Regions from separate parts of the Sus scrofa genome. Here all the other regions are linked to region 3. The links are chromatin contacts, called in public HiChIP or PLAC-seq and promoter capture Hi-C maps. All regions are on one chromosome and are shown on one strand. Each heading gives the region's core, a stretch centred on a gene start, on an enhancer-like site or on the middle of the called end of the contact. The rest is flanking DNA. Distances are from core to core; before and after follow the strand shown. Region 1 overlaps RABGAP1L (rab GTPase-activating protein 1-like). Region 2 holds the start of ZBTB37 (zinc finger and BTB domain-containing protein 37). Region 3 has its middle 71 kb from the start of FASLG.

Region 1 (3,832 bases), core at 826-3,325, 1.3 Mb before region 3:
TGCCTTTGGAATGGATAAGCAATGAGAACCTGCTGTACAGCACTAGAAACTGTATCTAGCCACTTATGATAGGGCATGATAATGTAAGAAAAAAGAATGTATATATGTATGTGTGACTGGGTCACTTTTGCTGTATAGTAGAAAATTGACACAACACTGTAAACCAGCTATAATGGAAAAAAATAAAAATCATTTTAAAAAAAATCATAAGTTCTTTCTAGCCCAGTGTGTCCATGGGAAAGTCATCTCACTTCCATGAACATACTGGTTTCTTTAGCTGAAAAATAAGGGGTTTCACTAGTTGTTCTCCAAGATGGCAAGGCTCTAAAAAAATTTACACATCATTTATTTTCTGAATATACCTGTAGATGAAGAAGAAACAGAATACAGATGAAAAGTCTGAGGCACAGAGAAATTAAATAATTCCTCTAATAAAGTACAGAGCAGAAGTAGAATTTATAAATCCTCAGTTAAGAAATCTTATTTACTAGCATATTACTTTTCTAAGGGCTGGCAGCATTACACTATTACAAACATTTTCAGCCAATTATATCTTCTGCCCTCACATAATACACTCAATGAAAGTAAACCAAAATACAACACCAAGCAGAATTAAGAAAGAAAAGGAGTGAATTAACGTTTACTGTGTATTTCCTACATAAGTGGAACTACGTTAACAGAAGAAATGGTCATTACCAATTTGTTGCGTCTAGTATAGAGAGACCCAAAGAAGTAACCAAAACTTCAACTTGGCAACCAGACATGGTTCCTGATGCCAAAGGAAAGAAAAGGGATTTCCCTGCTGCCCTCTTCAACTATTTGAGCTGCACAAGAATCAGCAGTTAGGAAGCCTCAATCATTGTCCAAGAAGATACAACACCAACACAACTAAGGAACTGAAGTAAAATGATTTTTAAAGAATGTTTTTTTTTCCTATTAAAGCCTACAATCAAAGATCTGATTTCTGTCTCTGAAGCACAGAATCTTCTGGGTGTACTAGAACACTGAGTATTTCTGAGATATGCCTGGCTTAACACCTTCTTACTCATGAGAAGAAATTTAAATATACAGTACCCAAAAGCTTCTTGGCATATGATGTGCATGTATGTTTGTCTGTGTGTATGCATTTGTATCTGCCTAGTTCTTCAGAACTAATGATCCATATCAAAGAGTTAGAATTCATCGACATCCCTCAAATAAACTAGGTTTCAAAAAAATGCATTTTCCTTGGTTTGGTAGAATTTCTAACAAAGGGATTACATACATTTCTATACATTTCGTACTACTTTCTAATTTTTTCGGTAAAATGATTCAGTAGGATGCTTATGAGAAAAGTTAAGAAATGTGAAAAAAAGTTTTGCAATGCTTAAAAAATGGTACCTTCTGGAGTTCCTGTTGTGGCTCAGCAGTAATGAACCTGTCTAGTATCCCTGAAGACACAGGTCAATCCCTGGCCTAGCTCATTGGGTTAAGGATCCTGCATTGCTGTGAGCTGTGGTGTAGGTCATAGATGTGGCCAGATCCCATGTTGCTGTGGCTGTGGCATAGGCCAACAGCTACAGCTCTGATCCAACCCCTGGCCTGGGAACTTCCATATGCCACAGGTGAGGCCCTAAAAAGACAAAAAAAAAATTTTTTTTTTTTTTTTTTTTTTGTCTTTTTGCTATTTCTTGGGCCGCTCCTGCGGCATATGGAGGTTCCCAGGCTAGGGGTCAAATCGGAGCCATAGCCACCAGCCTACGCCAGAGCCATAGCAACGCAGGATCCGAGCCGTGTCTGCAACCTACACCACAGCTCACGGCAATGCCGGATCGTTAACCCACTGAGCAAGGGCAGGGACCGAACCCGCAACCTCATGGTTCCTAGTCGGATTCGTTAACCACTGCGCCACGACGGGAACTCCCCAATTTTTTTTTAATTTTAAAAAAAGGAAGCTTCCAAATTCTACTACACAAAAACAAAGAAATACAAAAAACCACCAAGAATAATTTGAAGAAGCTAGTATATAGGAAATTTCATGACATGTACCTAAAATTTCATAACTACATAGTTTCTATGAAATCATATAAGGTCATATGACAAAGCAAAGGGGAAAAGGATCTTGCTGAGATGAAAACTATATAAACTACAAACTGAGTCACTGTGCAATGGGAAAATAGTCCAAAGTAAAAACCATTCTAGAACTGCTTTATACTTTGCAAGGTTTCACTCTCACAAGACAAATAAAACCCAAGAGTATTTTACATAGTTAGAAGAAAAAATTATTCAATGGCCTCATAACCATTTCTATTGAATACCCCACCTAAAGAATGTTTTTAAATGCTTTCTGATGTTTTAAACAGGAAAAGCGTAATAAAATACAAAGCATCAGAAATCCAGTATGTGACAGCTTCTCATGTTTCTAAATCTGCATGTTGATGCCCATCTTCGATTTGTCATGCCTTTGAATCCTAAGTTACAAGCCACAACAGACTTGTTGCCATACTGAGAGCAGAGATTGGAATATTAGAGCCTTGGGGTCTCCAAGAGCATTCACACAGACTCCAATTAGTTTTTTAAAAAACTGTTGCTGCTGAAGATGAACACATTACTTAACAGGCAGTTATAAGGTAGGCTCCAACTGGATGGCCTAGACAGATTTCAAACTCAACATATTCAAAAATCAATACTTTAAATCTTTCCCCCCATCAGCCTAATAGCCAACCCACACCACCCTCCTGCAGACTTTTTTCTTTCTTTCTTTTTTTTTGGTCTTTTGTCTTTTTAGGGCCACACCTGTGGCATATGGCGGTTACCAGCCTAGGGTAACCTGAATCAGAGCTGTAGCCGCCAGCCACAGCCACAGCCACAGCCACAGCCACAGCCACAGCAATGTGGGATCAGAGCCACATCTGTGACCTACACCGCAGCTCACAGCAATGCAGGATCCTTAACCCACTGAGTGAAGCCAGGGATCGAACACGCATCCTCATGGATACCAGTAGGGTTTGTTAACCACTGAGCCATGACGGGAACTCCCAGACTTTCTCATCCTGATTGAGGGCAACTCCATCCTTCTAGTTACTCCAGTAAAAAGTACTGCTCAGGCTACTACTTTCTTTCTCACCTTCCTCAATCAATCAACCTCTGTCTCTCCCTCCCTCTCTCTTTACCCCCACCCACACCCTGACTTTACAGCTATAATGTAAGAAAATTCCTTTGGCTCTACCTTCAAATCACATCCAGAAATTATCCGCTTTTTATCACTACCACTGCCACTACCCAGTTCTAGCCACCATCATCTCTCATCAAGATTATTCTACAAGCTGCCTAAATAATCTCTCTGCGTCTTTACTTGTTCCCTGTAGTCTATTTTCAAAAACACAAAGAATGGTCTTTTTAATGTAGTTATTACCGGCCCTCTGATCAGAACCCTCCAATGGCTCCCCCATTTCACTCATAATAAAAGCCAAAAGGGGAGTCATGGCGCAGTGGTTAGAAAATCCGACTAGGAACCATGAAGTTGTAGGTTCGATCCCTGGCCTTGCTCAGTGGGTTAAGGATCCAACGTTGCCTGAGCTATAGTGTATGTCACAGATGCGCCTCAGATCCCATGTTGCTGTGGCTCTGGCGTAGGCCAGTAGCTACAGCTCTGATTAGACCCCTAGCCTGGGAACCTCCATATGCCTGCCGCGAGAATGGCCCAAGAAATGGCAAAAAGACAAAAAAAAAAAAAAAAAAAAAAAAAAAAGGCCAAATGACCTTCGAAGTCATTACACGCCTGTACTAAAAACTCACCCTTCCTCACTACTTCCCCCTCCCCATCTTACATTTATTACTTATCCCCTACAAT
Region 2 (4,034 bases), core at 1,535-4,034, 1.0 Mb before region 3:
ACCGTGCTAACCTGACCTCGCCGGTTTCCCTTTGGAGTATTATGTCGGGGGCTAAGAGAGCGGTTCAGATTTGGTGTAACTCTGTGAGACTCTGGAGGTCCCTCTGGATGCTTTGTCCTCGTTTGACTTAATTCAGCTTCAACCTCAGCCACATTAATTTTGAAATGAATGCCCTCCAGGATCTGTGTACATTTGTCTATAATATGCTGCATTTGCAGAAAACTGGCAGCTGTCAGGTAGCTGATGATATCTGCCAGTTGCAGGCATATTCGCCCCGTGTAACAGAAAGAAAGGAGCTGCTCGAAAACAGTAGGGTTCTTGATGACTGAGATAGAGACAGTACTCATCTCATTCAAGGACATGTGATCTCGGAAATAGGGGGAGCTGGCTGCCAGTACCACTTTGTGAGCCCTAAAAGCTTGTCCTTGCACATTGACCACGATGTCACAGAGACGTCCCTGCATGCGCAGTTGGTTTAGATGGCTTAGGACTGAGTTGCTGAAATCAGGTATCTCCAGTTGTATGTTCCCACCTTTCTCCATGGTCGTGTCTGAGGGTATAGGCAGGCATTCAACCCTGCTAAAAGAAGAAACCATATCCTCGTTAATAATTATAATTTCACTCTACTCAGGCTTTCTAATCCAAACCTATTAAAATATTATTTGGTTAAATTTCAAAATCTCTAAGTAAAAAGAGATACTTTCCTTATGTTCAAATATGGAAAAGTACCAACAGGTTTAACAGTGTAGGTTTCGCAACAAGATACCGTTTAAACCAAAAATTGATTGTTAGGCTTCTAAAAATTCAAACTATGTCCATACTTTCCTTCTTAACAAGCTATGTAACATCAAAACTGAAGTTCAACAGGGGAGGGGAGCAGTTGTGAGTTCTTATTTTTTAAGTGTTAATCATAAGGTATTTGCACACAATATAAAATCCAGTGACAATTTTTCTTTGTAGAAAGAAAGACAGCTTTTTAAATAATGTTAATTATTCACAGATGGGCTGATGAGACATCCCTTTTCTTAATACTTTACTAGATGCTACATGGGTTATGTTTATTATTTTAAAAAGTGATGAATATCCCACATGAATGTAAGCCATTATTTCTAAACTGAAAAGTCAGAGCCCCAACAAAAAGGATTTGGGTTTAGGACTGGGAGGCAAACTCTAGGTTGGGAAAAATGCCAAGCTGTGTCAGGACTCAAAATGCAGAGAACTTGGAAGTTCCTGCTGTGGTGCAGCATGTTAAGATCCAGGGTTGTCTTTGTGGTAGCATGGGTTTGTTCCCCATCTTGAGAACTTCCATATGCCAGCGGGTGCAGCCAAAAAAAAAAAGAAAAAGAAAAAGAAAAGAAAAGAAGATGCAGAGAACTTGAAGAAGGTCACATTTAGGATTAGGAAAGGGTAGGTAAACCTGCCTCTATCTAAATTCAAAGTTGGAGATTTCAGGGTGGTAACGACACTCTGATTCTGAAATTTAGTTCCCCAAAGCTGTTAATAAAATACAAGTAACAAAGCATTCATCATGTATGGCCAGTATTTTTACATTAAAAGATTTTTTAAAATAGCTGAACCATTAAGCCTGTAACCGCATCCAATAGTCTTCACTGGTTGAGAGTAGTTTGTATAAATCCCATAAAGAAGACATTGACTTGAGCTCAACGTGTTTCCATTTATCCGTAAATTTAGAAGACATTACATGGTTACCTAAGACCTGAAACTTCAGGAATTTATGCTGACTAGCTCACGGTATTGCCCCGCATTTACAACAGACTTATCAGTAAATAGGAAGTGTATACACAGCTTCTGAGAACCAACTTTAGCCAATCTGACCTTTTTCCAAAGCGTTTTGGTTTGTTTTGAAACTTTTAATCCAATAAGAGCCTCTGTCGATGCCATCATGAATTCAGATGTTTATTTTGGAGCCTACACCAGCGCCTTTTTTGTTTGCTCTTTCCGGCAATTCCCCAGTGAGGAGGAAGCCCCTGGAGTAAGTAAGGTCTTTCTCTATCGTCGGCACTGGAGGGGTGACAGCTGTAAAGAGGGAGAATAGGGAACCGCATGGGGTTGGCCACTCTGGTACTTGAGTGGCTTTCGTCGCCTTTAGGAGACGGGGAAGGGGAAACGAGCAGAAGATAGAAATGCCACCAAGGACCAGAAGCGAAAAGGGGAGCAAGGCGTGCGTGGGGCAGGGGAGCGAGCAATCAGGTGAGGGTAAAGGACCGGGAAGGGGGCGGCGCCCAGGGACCCGATCCAGGCGGTAGGCGTAGGCGGGCGGGGAGCTGCCCAGAGGTGGGTGTGTGTATCTGGGTGTGTCCGGGCTGCCGTGGGGGAGGGGGCCGCCCATCCCGGGGTCCTGAGGGAGGGGCTCGCCGAGGGGGCGGGTCCGGCAGCTCAGCCCGGCCCGGGGCCAAGAGGGTGGAAGGTCTCCCGGTGCCTTGAGGCGGGGTAGGAGGGAAGTGGCTGAACGCCCCAGGAGTACGCTGTGGCGGAGACCAGGCGAACCGGCCCCAATGCAGGGCAGCAGGACCCGCTTGCGAGGCCCGAGCCCAGTTAAGGAGCAGCACCTACCTCCGGGGGTGGAAATGGGCCGGAATGGGCCGGAACACCGTCCCGGAAGTGAAACCCCCCACCCCCTCCCCCAGAGCGGGCTACGTGCCGGAAGGAAATCACTCACCCTTACACCGCCCCTCTCCCCCCTCCCCCAGCGCTTTCCGTCCCTCGCGCCCCCTCCCCTCTCTTCTTTTCCTCCTCAGTCGGTAGGAGGGCGGGCGCTCTGTGTCACGTGGCCGGCCTGTCCACGCCCACAACGGCGAGCAGGAGCTGGTCAAGAGGTGGGGCCAGGGGGGAGCTTAGCGGACGGAAAGGAGCTACGGTTGGAGGAGGAGACTGAGGGAGGGGGAAGACTGGAGAGGGATGCTGGCGGAGAGAATGCGTCGTGACGTCACGGAAAAGAGTCCTTATATACTGGCGCCTGGGCGCCATCTCAGTCTTTCGAGGCTGCGGGTTGGCTCTTGGTGAGTGTGTTTTCTTTGTTTAAGTAAATTCTTGGTCTGAGGCCTCCAGTTTTTGGCAGTTAAAATCGCCAGTCCCTTTTAGGCCAGTCGCAGGCCTTCGCAGGGCTCAGAAGATAAGAATGGTGGAGCAGTGCGCCTTGGGTGGCCGGCGTGGCCTGATTTGTATTCGATTTGTTGGGTCGCACTGCGGAAAAACCTCGGCTCGGGGCCCTGCCTCTGATGAAGCCTGTGTTGGTAGGGACATCTGAGACTTGATGAATGCCAACGGCTCTGATGGCGGTGCTTGCCGAGTTGCCGAGCGGGTTTCTGTTAATGCCTTCTGCTCTTGCCTCTTCCCGTCTCTCAGTAAGGCCACGTGAGCCTCTAAATGGCTGCATTCCCCATTGCAGCATTTTAGTGCCCTCAGAATGCTCCTGTGAAATTTTGAGTGGTGTAGTAAAAGACCTGCAAACATGATGGGGAGACGACAATGATTAGATGTGGGGAAAAAACGAATTTTGGGAGTTCTTTGATGGCCTAGCAGGTTGAGGCTCCTGCATTCTCTGCGCTGTGGTTCTGGCTGCTGCTGTGCCGCGTAGGTTCGATCCCCGGACCAGGAATGCCCAGACACTATACTGCATGTGTGGCAAAAAAGAAAATACAAAAGAAAAAAATCTAATTTTGAAAATCCCTAATCTTTTCTAGGAATGGTGCTAGGGATGAATGCAATGTGGCTTTTGATGGCTTCTGATGGGCAGGTAAGAAACAGCTAAATGGAGAAGAATGGGATCTGCTTAGGTGATTTTTTTGTTAAGCCTATGATGGTTAAAGAGTAGTGGGCAGAAGGAATTTCTGAAAAATTCAATTCTGAGGCTTAAATTCTTAAGATATTAATGGTTAGCTTAGCAACGCAGTATGTTTCATTAGATTTCCTTTGTTTTCTAGCTAAGCGCCCAGGATATGAGAATCGCTGCTGGGGTGAGTTATAGAAATTCCCTCCACCAGGGGTGTTAGGTTGACAATTCCTTTGTGCCA
Region 3 (3,897 bases), core at 1,334-3,833:
AGAGCACAGGGCCAGCTCCAGCAACACCAAGGCCCAGCTGACAGAGCCAGGGCAGCTCCTGGCTGTCAGTCCAAATTAAGAGTGAGAATTTGCCCTAAAGTCTCATTCTGTGGTATAGACTCTAACCCTCCCCTCCAACTGTTGCTTAAAAACCTTCTATTCCCCATTCTTATGCTGGGACAATTCACTCTTTTGAAGTGGCATAAGCTAATCAGAAGAATTAATGTCAGTTAATAAGAGGTAAATTTTTAGAAGTTCCCATTGTGGCTCAGCGGTTACAAGCCCAACTGGTATCCATGAGGCTGCGGGTTCCATCCCTGGCCTTGCTCAGTGGGTTAAGGATCTGGTGTTGCCGTGAGCTGTGGTGTAGGTCACAGATGCGGCTCAGATCAGCATTGCTATGACTGTAGCATAGGCCAGCAGCTGCAGCTCCCATTCGACCCCTAGCCAGGAACTTCCATATGCCACAGGTGCAGCCCTAAAATAAGGAACAAAAAAATATGTAAATTTTTGACCCAAAGGGGTTATAGGGATGTCTTGTACTTATATTGTAATAGTGACCTTTTAGAGACAAAATTTGACTCAGATAAGCCATAATAGTGAGACTGGGTTAAACTGTGGAAGACCACACCTTCATGACTTCACCAGGTAAACCAGATGGGAACTGTTTCCTCTGCCAACATACAGAGGTGGCCCCTCACTTCACACCCACACCTGAACTTCCTGTAACCAACTCAGTGAGGCATCTTCATGTTCCCTCCTTCCTGGATTGCTTTCACCAGGTGTCTTCTCCTTGGCACACAAAATCTCCTCTCATCCTGCTAAATGGTCTCTGCTAGTTTTTATGTGGAGAAGGTATTTTTGAACTCTTTACTAGAGCTGGACTTGCCAACTCTAATGAGTTGCTTTCAGAATGATAACAACTTTGCTGAACAAATCACCCTCTCTTGCCTTTCCTCTGCTCTGCGGGCTGAGTAAGACACTAAATCTTTGTGACTTCTCATCATAATACTCTGCTGCCACCTGGTGGAAATCCATAAGTGAACAGGACACTGGAGTTTCCACTGACTTTCGACCTCCATACATTTTCACTGGGACACATGTGGGAAGCAGACCTCACTGGGGTCAGTCCAAAACATCCACTGGCATCCAAACTTCCTGAGGAGACTCATTCCCTAGGATTTCCAGGACAAGCCTTCAGCCCCTCCCTCCCTCTTCTAAGCCCTAGTAATATAAGCAGGAAACCACTGGACAGAATCCAGTTCTCTGCAAAAAAGTTCACAATGAGATAGGAAAAGAAAGGGGAGTTAAAAAGGATCTGAAGGTCTGTAATTGGTCTTTGAAAATAAATGCTATGGCAACATTCATATTAAAAACACACACACAAGGGGTTCCTATTGTGGCTCATGGGTAGAGTCCATGAGGACACAGATTTGATCCCTGGCCTCATTGAGTGGATTAAAGATCCAGTATTGCCACAAGCTGGGGCATAGATTGCTGTTGCTATGGCTGTGGCTGTAGAACAGGCCTCAGCTTCAGCTCTGACAATCCCTAGCCTGGAAACTTCCACATGCCGCAGGTATGGCTATTAAAAAAAAAAAAAAAAAGTACAAGAAAAAAATACCCATTTATTTACCTTCTGCGTACATTGGGCCATTTTATTTATTCTTCAAAACAGCTCTAGGAGATAGTATTAATATCACCACTTCACAGGTGAGGAGACAGAGTCTAAGGAATGTGCCCCAAGTCACCTTTCTTATCAGGGGAAGAACTGAGATGGAACTTCTGAGAGTCTGGCTTTAGAATCTATTCTTTTCTGCTGTGCCACCTGGAGCTCTGATCTCCAGAAAAGAGAGAAAGGGAAGGAAAGAAACTTCCTCCCTCCTTCCTTAGCCTGCACTCCATGCCTCTCCATCATCAATTTCTCAGGTACTCTTGTGCCCTTGAATCAAATTCCCAGCTTCCATGGACTCAAGAAACATGGAATACTGATCACCCTTTGCCTTTGATCCTGACAACTGTAATAGGACATCAGCAAGAGAAAAACAAAATCCCAGTTCTCCCCTAGTTCTCATTAATAGGAAATACTAAGGGCTTAAAACCCATAGGTAGATATGCAAGTAGACTATACTATTTTAAGTGTAACCTAAAAGCTTACAGAAGCACGAGATTTTAAAGGAAAATTACTTCTGAAGACCAGAGTAACTTGTGAATGACAGTTTCTGAGTACAAATAAACCATCAGGTCCTTGTTAAAGCTGGCACTGATGTATTTGAGACATAAGAAGGATGCCAGGATGGAGTGGGTGGGGACAGGGGTTGGTACAGAACTGGCAGGAAGGTCTGGGGAGAGTGGATCTGAGCGACACTGCTAGGAAAGCTTTCTACACACGAAAGGGGAAATTAGGAAAGGAGGAACTCCCTCCATGGACATTGGGGTCTGGATCTCAGCCATGACAAAGACCAGGAAAGGAACCCGCAGATGACTCTCTGGAACAGAGGTCACAGAATGATTGCTCCAGCCCACAGCTATGTTTTGCTTGGCTCACTTGGTGCTTTCTAAACCATGAGTCAGTGCCAGCATTTAAAAAGCAGGAAATGTCACATAAATTAGTATTTCCGACTTCTCTTGAAAAATTAGAAGACTTGTAATACCTTGCCCACATCCCCACATGGAAACAAGCTGAGGTCACCTAGGCTCTTCAGAGAGGCTGAGTCTGGCCTGGTGCCCACCCAGGCAAGGCACCCACTTAGCCTCCTCCCTGGGAGTATTTGTGTCCTCAGCTTCTGATCCAGCAGTGGCTTCCCAGGACACTGAGACAAGCTGTTCTGCCACAAAGGACAGAGTATTTTATCCAAAAACTGCCTGCTCACCCAGCATGCAGCCCGTAGACAGGGAAGTGATCACAGGTATCAGAGGCAGCGCCCTGCACCCATGTTAAGCACTCCCATGACGAGATGCCAACTTTGCTTCCCCCAAAAATTGCCGTTATTTCCTTCACATATCTTAATTTGTTGCCACACCTCAATATTTACTATTCTCTAAATATTCTTCCCAGATTTGTACCCTCTGTTTGGAATGCTTTCCCCCCTCTACTTGCTTCTTCCCACTCCCTATGTCCAACCTATGCCCATCCTTCAAGGTCCATATCAAATTTGTTCTGTGAAGCCTTCTTCCATTTTTGTAGTCAGAATTAATCCCTGCCTCCTGTTTTACTATAATATTGGTTTAAACATCTACTGTAGGATTACCACAATTTGATTTGGTTAATCTTTCTTTCTGTTAACTCCTGAATTCTTGAAAGCCAGAAATTGCCTCTTATTTATCTTTGTGCCCACCCCTTCTCCACACCCACTCCTCTCAGTTCCTAACAAAGTACCTCATGCAGAGTAGATAGTCAGTAATTGGTGAATAGTTTTTAAAGATCATGGAGGCACTGGTTTCTACTGCCATCTAGTGACCATAATGTAGAATTATGCCTAAAGCCATTGCCATCTTGTAGGAACTGAAATTCCAAAGCCACGCTAGCAAAGGAAACCATTTAAAAAAAAGACAAAAAAAGAAAAGACACTCCACAGAATGGGAGAAAATCTTTGCAAACAAAGCAACCAACAAGATATTAATCTCCAAAACATACAAACAGCTTATACATCTTTATACCAGAAAAAAAAAAATTAAAAAGTGGTCAGAAGATCTAAACAGACCTTTCTCCAAAGAAGATAGATGGCTAAAAAGCACACAAAAAAATGCTTAACATCATTAATTTTTATAGAAATGCACATCAAAACTGCAAAGTGCTATCACTTCACACCACTCAGGATGTCCATCATAAAAATTTACGAATAATAAATACTGCAGTGGGTGTGGAGAAAAGACAACACTCCTACACTGTTGGTA

The links. Promoter capture Hi-C pulls out the DNA fragments that hold promoters and counts their contacts. HiChIP or PLAC-seq counts read pairs in DNA pulled down with a chosen protein or histone mark.
Region 1: an H3K27ac HiChIP or PLAC-seq map of alveolar macrophages shows a contact between it and region 3. The contact joins two enhancer-like sites. A contact is called at or near these places in 5 of 47 Hi-C or Micro-C datasets (embryonic fibroblasts, fetal skeletal muscle, mesenteric adipose tissue and 2 more) and 1 of 2 datasets of contacts at active chromatin or transcription factors (alveolar macrophages).
Region 2: a contact with region 3 is called in a promoter capture Hi-C map of liver, with 7 times the contacts expected there. The contact joins the promoter of ZBTB37 here to the enhancer-like site in region 3. A contact is called at or near these places in 3 of 5 promoter capture datasets (fetal liver, fetal skeletal muscle and liver), 4 of 47 Hi-C or Micro-C datasets (embryonic fibroblasts, fetal heart ventricle, liver and 1 more) and 2 of 2 datasets of contacts at active chromatin or transcription factors (alveolar macrophages and skeletal muscle).

What each region holds. Positions count from the first base shown.
Region 1 is chr9:116,453,759-116,457,590 of Sscrofa11.1, reverse strand. All of the region lies in intron 1 of RABGAP1L (rab GTPase-activating protein 1-like), which reads right to left. Among named protein-coding and RNA genes, the nearest start is that of RABGAP1L, 53 kb to the right of the region's middle. Within about 2 kb of position 2,075, at least 1 of the 83 cell types and tissues checked has an H3K27ac peak or open chromatin away from gene starts, as enhancers often do. A contact at or near this core is called in alveolar macrophages, where this site is marked.
Region 2 is chr9:116,147,984-116,152,017 of Sscrofa11.1, reverse strand. ZBTB37 (zinc finger and BTB domain-containing protein 37) reads right to left here and starts at 2,784. Exons shown (of 5, transcript XM_013989614.2): 1 at 2,681-2,784; 2 at 1,837-2,037; 3 at 1-579. The coding sequence starts at 542. LOC110255511 (a long non-coding RNA gene) reads left to right here and starts at 2,885. Exons shown (of 11, transcript XR_002335927.1): 1 at 2,885-3,020; 2 at 3,705-3,757; 3 at 3,945-4,034.
Region 3 is chr9:115,137,372-115,141,268 of Sscrofa11.1, reverse strand. No RefSeq gene overlaps it. Among named protein-coding and RNA genes, the nearest start is that of FASLG, 71 kb to the right of the region's middle. Within about 2 kb of position 2,583, at least 19 of the 83 cell types and tissues checked have an H3K27ac peak or open chromatin away from gene starts, as enhancers often do. A contact at or near this core is called in alveolar macrophages, liver, retroperitoneal adipose tissue and 1 more, where this site is marked.